Regions from separate parts of the Cyprinus carpio genome. Here region 2 is linked to region 1. Evidence: chromatin contacts called from public Hi-C data. All regions are on one chromosome and are shown on one strand. The core of a region is the stretch at or near the end of the contact, and the rest is flanking DNA. Distances in the headings are between cores, read along the strand shown. Region 1 overlaps LOC109094963 (ski oncogene-like). Region 2 holds the start of LOC109094963 (ski oncogene-like).

Region 1 (3,525 bases), core at 50-2,549:
AAACTAGATGGCACGGAGCATGATTTGTGGCAGGAAAAGTAACACCATTTACAAAATCTTGTTTTGTAATGTAGCTATAGACTTGGATCAGTAATAGGACGGTTAGAAATCTCACACACACGCTTGCAAAGCTCTTAGCATGCGGAAGTTAATATGAAGCCAGTGTGAGTCAATTGGCTGTATTGGTATTTTTAAGCGTCTTAACGGTGTGTGACCTTTCACCTTGTCTATGGATTTAACTTGGCCACAAACACTAGTCGACACATTCTGTTAAGGATGGATAAATTGACTCTACCTTGACTGCATGCAGACTTATGCATATAGGCAAAACTTCAAAATGCATCTGTCAAATCCAGAAAGAACAATGTGTTTCTCTGGGAAAGCCTTTGGAAACGTAGCGCCTCTTGACATCCGTCATCTTTTCCATCTATGGGCTAAACGCTTATGTAACCAAGACAAATATCCATTTTGGAGGTTTTTTTGTCATTAATGTGGGTTTGAAACAGAAAGGCCAGTTTTCTGGTTGAATGCATGCTTAAAATTGTGTTAGCATTCAGGAAGGTTAACTGCACTGTTCGAACTGAATTTACACCCTCGCGTGGCGTAAATGATTTAATCTTTTATATCCCTTATATTTCTCGCGCACGCTCTCATTTCATCCGCAACCTCATCATACAAATATTAACGATCCCCAGGAGTTTGGGAATGACGTCTGTGTTCGGAACTGCATCCTTCAGAGCTGGCTGAGCTGAACGAGAGTGAAAAACAGAGAGTGGGGGGAGAGAGAGAGAGAGAGAGAGAGTGCACGGAATAACAGGACTGGATGATAGATTTGATTTGGTTCTGTTTGTAGAGCTGGAGTTTGGCTTAGGCAGACTGTTATGTCGGTTTCCATGGAGAAAAACATTTACTCTGCCAGACACTGAAGAGTACAAGAAGGAAACCGAGAGAGAAGGGGAGCGAAAGAAAACGCAAGTCGGAAAAAAAGACGAAAGCCTATCCAAGAATTTCTAGGGTGTGGAGACGGACAGCGTATCTCGCAGTACTGAATGTTGAATAATGTACAGACGCATGGTCTCGCGCAGATTCTTTTTTTCATGACGCCCCCAAAATATTCTAATATAAAATGATAATGAAACAAGATAAAAGGATAGGAAAGCTTCTATTCCTCCTCTCCTCTTCTCTTCTGCTCCTCTCTTATGATGCATATGCTCTGCTTATGACACACTATCTGTCTCTTTTATAAGCTGAGTTACAACTCGCTCCTGTCTGTCTTCATGAATGAGGGATGAGAACCATTAGCAGAGGGAGAAAGAGAGAGAAAAGAAGAGATAAAGCTCTGAGAGGGATGATTGATGCTTTGAGTTTTATTCGACAGATTGAACTGAGGCAAAGGTCAACTTTTAAAGAGAGCAAGGCTCTAGAACCCAAGGCACTTTCATAATTACTGTGTGTTTTAGTATCTGTGTGTGTGTGTGTGTGTGTGTGAGAGAGAGAGAGAGAGAGAGAGAGAGAGAGAGAGAGAGAGAGAGAGAGAGAGAGAGAGAGAGAGAGAGAGAGAGAGAGAGAGAGGAGAGAGAGAGAGAGAGGAGAGAGAGAGAGAGAGAGAGAGAGAGAGAGAGTGAGTCACTCGTCTCCTAGAGTAGGAAATTAGGTTTAGTATAGGTTTTTTAATTTAAGGGGGATCTGGGAAGGTGGATGTGAAGATTTGGGTACATGTTTCGATGGAAGAGCTTTGTGATATGTCAAATATTCATGCTATATACGGTTCCCTTGCAATCTAAAATCAAGCAGTATTTTGGATATTTTAATGCATATTTATTACGCATTCTTAAAAACTGTTCGAATAACAGTTGAGTTCAAAAGGGTTGGAAATAGATGTTTTAATAGTGTCTCTGATTTTAGGGACTCCGGGGAACATTTTAGTGGTGGTGCAAATTAATTGTTGAATCTGAGTTCTGAATCAATCCATTAAAAAAGACAGTTTGAATGGATTCGTTTCCATAAATCAATTCAAATTGTTTAGTGAATTGATTCGTAACTCAGATTACAGCAGTGAGTCAGGGAATACGAATCACTGAAATGAATCAATTCAAATCATCCATTTTAGTTAATAATTTTGGAACTTTGAGAAATAGTGCATGGTATTTTCTCATGTATTAAACTGTTAGAGAACATATGTAGGTAAATATTACAGTTTATTACAATTATATTAAAAAATTACAAATTGCATATAGGTTTTTAGGACTGAAAGTGTTTGTTTTGTGAAAATCATTTTCAGAGCAATGAATATCAATATACAATTATTATTTTATATTTTTTTATGCAGGGTGGCTGCGGATTAGTGATTTAGTAAGGGTGTCTTTTTTCTTTCTCAGTCACAGTCTAAGCTTTCGTTCTGCCTCACTGAAGACTTTCGAAAGGCAGATTTACATTAAACAAATACGCAGACACGCAGATGTACAGTTGGACACACCTCGCTACTTCAGAGAGAGACTGAGAAAGAAAGGCCTGTCTGTTTTTTCTGCTCTGGGTTGTGAATGAGGGAAAGGAATTTCCAGCTTCGTGTCTGTACGTGCACGTCCGCTATCAGATTATCGTCTCAGGGTTCAGGTGTGCTCACGTATGCAGCGGCCCTGCTTAGGACTTGAGCAATGCCAACACGGTCATGCCCACCTTTAGAAGCAGGTGCACACAAACAAACACACACACACAAATCAGACATGCTCACACACATTTATGAGGCTGGCACTCCCTTTTACTGCCCTGCTGGAGCACACAGGATACATGCTCTTTGCTTGGCGCTGTGTTGGCCATTCCTATAGGAATGTCAGTGGCACGGTAGAGCTGGCAAGATTTTGTTTGCTCGGATGCATTGGAGAATCGCTCTCATCTGGACCCTTATGTTTTGGTCAGTGGATTAAGATCACATCTGGGATAACATAGCCAATTTTAGGCTTTGCTTGGAAGTTTTGTCTAGTGCATGTTTGTGTGTGTGTGATAGTTTAGTCTGCATAAGAGGTATGAAAAATATCTTCTTAAGATCAACGAGGAGCCTTTGTTCTGCGTTTTTAAAATAACATCCCTAAATCTAGGTTACCTTTTTTAACAAAACTGCCCTCTTTAACATTATAGTGACAAATACATTTCCAGCAATTTGTCTGTGCACATTACATGCTAAAATGCAAATGTAACACAATCACAGCTTTTTAGAACATATTGGTTTTTAATTATGCAGTTATGCAGAGCGGTAGACTGGACCAATGAGATATTGCTGTGGGCGGGACTCATTTGCGAGACATGTCCGACAAAACATTCTATTGCTTGTTGAAGTCACAGTTTGTTAGTACACAAATTCCTATTTCTATACAAAAACAGCATTTTTTGCTTTTTACTGTCTCGTCTAGTCAGGACGCAGTGTAATATGCATCACGTACAGTGCATTTGAATACAGCCTGTGGATATTGAAGTGCTTCATACCTTTTCATCTCACTCTTTTGTGCAGATTTTCTTTATTTCAACTGT
Region 2 (3,415 bases), core at 18-2,517, 38 kb before region 1:
AATGCATCAAGGCCATTTGTCCCATTGTGATCTACCTGCAGTAACATCCCCTTGGAGCTAGAGGGAGCTACTGCAACAGATTACATTGACCTCATGCTTGCCGTTGGACTCAATCTAAAAAGAATTATTAATAAATCATTGGCATATGTACAGCACTGTAGTGTGACAGGAAATGTGAATAAAATATGGCCCATTACCATCTACAGACATAACATTCATAGATATACATACATTAAAATAAGAGGTAAATATATAGGTCACAGTACTATTCACAGAAAGTGAGTGGATAAATATTTTTGGATGTCTGTGTGAAATAAACCCAAGATGTTGTAATAGTGGCACTGAATATTGTTTTATATAATTATCATCCATTTACTATAAAAACATGATAATTTTGAGGAGAATGATGATGTGATGAGTAATATTATTATTGCTTGATGTGCTTGACCCAGTTGTTTGATATTAGTGACAAAACATTACAGTTAGTTTGTCATATCATACAAATATTGTGAAACAACATATTTGTGTTTATTAGTCATGTAGTAGCAGTATTCTCCCAGTTCAATCTAAAAGTCTCAGGAAAACCAAATCTTACAAACTCAGACCGCAGTCAGTCTAAATTAGAGTGTCTGTTTCAGACTCCACCCATCAACCCACTGATTCTGCCTGCCTGCATACAACCTGCCTGCAAAATGCTCTTATTTCCTCCCCCTGTGACTTTCATTTAAAATGTTCACTGCACAAATGTACAGTTTTACTTTTTAAGCTTAATTGCATATATATATATATATATATATATATATATATATATATATATATATATATATATATATACATACATACTATGTATTATTCAATATTATTACCTTGCCTATTTATTTTTTGTGTTGTCTTTTTTAACATTTTAAGACAGTATTGTAAATGATGGCATTCATGCCTGTAAAGCTGTCATTTAAATAAATAAAATTTTATAAATCAGTTAATAAATTAAATAGAATAATGTGATAACTTTTTATGAATGGAGTAAAGTTTGCAAATAAGACATTAATAAACAAAAAGTAAAAAAAAAAATCAAGTAAATATAAATAGTGATATTTTAAATACAGTGATTGTTTCTGCAGCAGTGGGGAGTGAAGGCTGTTTCTTGGAAGAGCCACAGCCTGCGGAGTCAGTCACATTCTTGGCTGGGATTCAATGACTGAGCCAGACACACACAAACACTGAGCGAGCGAGAGCGAGAGAGAGAGAGAGAGAGAGAGAGGCTGTGCTCACTGACTCAGTCATACTGAACTGCAGGGGCAGAGGAGCGGAGGAGACGCGCCGTCCGGCTGCAGCGATCTCTACTCGCAGGGGAAAATACGGATTTAAAGTTGGCTGGTTGTGTATTTGACTCCTGAATTTGACGTGGGACAAGTTCGGCTCCCCCGTGGGATAGTTTTGTTGCATCTTGCGGGCTTTTGCTTTTGTTACACTTCAGTTTTCTGTACGCGTCTGTCTGTGGATATGGACTGGAGAGAGCCCGCTGCAGGGGAAGAAGACACGCTGGTGGAAACCTTCGTCTGAGTGGGGATTTGATGAAGCCCTATCGGCCTTCTTGTACTTGTTTTCACAGACTTGGATTTAGAGACGCGGAACCAGGACCTTTGAGTCGTATTTCTCGCCAGACGCTCGGTTTCAACGACAACGCGGTGCTCGAAACATGGAAACAGTAGCGCGACAGAGTTTCCAGCCTCACCCGGGACTGCAACAAACTCTCAAACAGTTTCACCTGAGCTCCATGAGCTCTCTCGGAGGACCGGCCGCTTTCTCGGCCAGATGGCAACACGACCTGCTCTTCAAGAAGGACGGCAAAGACGTCCCGGAGCCTGTGCTGCACCTCCCCCCCATGCAGCCTCCTCCGGTGATGCCCGGGCCGCTCTTCATCCCGTCCGACCGCTCCACCGAGAGGTGCGAGACGGTCCTGGAGGGCGAGACGATCTCGTGCTTCGTGGTGGGCGGTGAGAAGCGCCTGTGCCTGCCGCAGATCCTTAACACGGTGCTGCGGGATTTCTCGCTCCAGCAGATCAACTCGGTGTGCGACGACCTACACATCTACTGCTCGCGCTGCACCGCCGACCAGCTGGAGATCCTGAAGGTGATGGGCATCCTGCCGTTCTCCGCGCCCTCCTGCGGACTCATCACCAAGACAGACGCGGAGCGCCTGTGCAACGCGCTCATCTACGGGGGAACGTACCCGCCGCACTCCAAGAAGGAGCTGTACGGCTCCATCGAGCTGGAACTCACCGAGAAGAGCTTCAAGATCTATCACGAGTGCTTCGGGAAGTGTAAGGGTCTGCTGGTCCCGGAGCTCTACACGAGTCCCAACGCGCCCTGCATCCAGTGCATGGACTGCAGACTTATGTACCCGACCCAGAAATTCGTGGTTCACAGTCACAAATCGCTGGAGAACAGGACTTGCCATTGGGGCTTTGACTCGGCCAACTGGAGGGCATATGTCCTCCTGAGCCCGGATTACACGGGGAAAGAGGAGAAAGCGCGTCTGGAGCAGCTCCTGGATGACATGAAGGAGAAATTTGACTTCGCCAATAAATACAAGCGGAAAGCATCACGGGTGAGCTAGTTTTTTATATTGCGCTGCACCAGGATGAACGGTTTAAGTTTTGTTCTAGTGTACGGCAAGTGTCAGATGTCCATAACAAGCCGTTTATTCTTTTTAAACTAACTAGTTTCTGTGTTACTAGTTGCTGCCTAGTATAGCCAATAACCTTGCCAATAACCATGTTTTTTTCAATTTCATTAATAACTTTTAATCACAAACATATTCTGTAGTAATTATAGATTTGTCCCAAGTATCAAGTAATTCACTGCAAACTAGCACTTCTCGGCAGTGGCAAACAATTTAGCATCTTTGCTTCAGATACCAACTTATGTTTTCCCATTATACTGGCACCAATTTCAGATTTACTAACTATTCATGGTGTATTCATATAAATTTTGGCTTTCTAGAAATAGTTAAGCTATCTGTGACTGTTTTCATAGAATTAATTGTATCATACTCATTTATTATACACTAGTGTGTTGTAGACATTCTGACTAATTGCATCTTGCAAGGGGAAAAAAAGCAATTGAAACTAGTGATGTAAGGAACTAGTGAAATTGAAAATATTCTATTCACTTTTGGATTACTGTAAGTAATCCAAATATAAGTATCAGAAGCATAAAAATAGAAATTGTTAAAATGGCTTGCCATAGTTGTCTTCAGATGAATGCTTGGAGATAGGCCAAGGGTGTCAGTTCTTTGGTGACACAAACTTCAGACTCAACAGTAAGTAGTTATTTGGCAGACGTACAGTGTACGTCTTATAGAGACAGTCCCCTTGGCACAACCTGAGGTTAAGTGCTCTGGGGCACTGTG

Evidence for each region. Hi-C and Micro-C count contacts between places; a contact is called where the count stands out from the background.
Region 2: a contact with region 1 is called in a Hi-C map of skeletal muscle, with 2.1 times the contacts expected there. The contact joins the promoter of LOC109094963 here to the enhancer-like site in region 1. A contact is called at or near these places in 2 of 8 Hi-C or Micro-C datasets (both in skeletal muscle).

Annotation. Positions count from the first base shown.
Region 1 is chrA8:8,826,360-8,829,884 of ASM1834038v1, reverse strand. The region is part of intron 1 of LOC109094963 (ski oncogene-like); the gene reads left to right. Among protein-coding and RNA genes, the nearest start is that of LOC109094963, 39 kb to the left of the region's middle. Within about 2 kb of position 1,299, at least 1 of the 8 cell types and tissues checked has an H3K27ac peak or open chromatin away from gene starts, as enhancers often do. A contact at or near this core is called in skeletal muscle, where this site is marked.
Region 2 is chrA8:8,864,583-8,867,997 of ASM1834038v1, reverse strand. LOC109094963 (ski oncogene-like) reads left to right here and starts at 1,267. Exons shown (of 7, transcript XM_042761959.1): 1 at 1,267-2,611. The coding sequence starts at 1,700.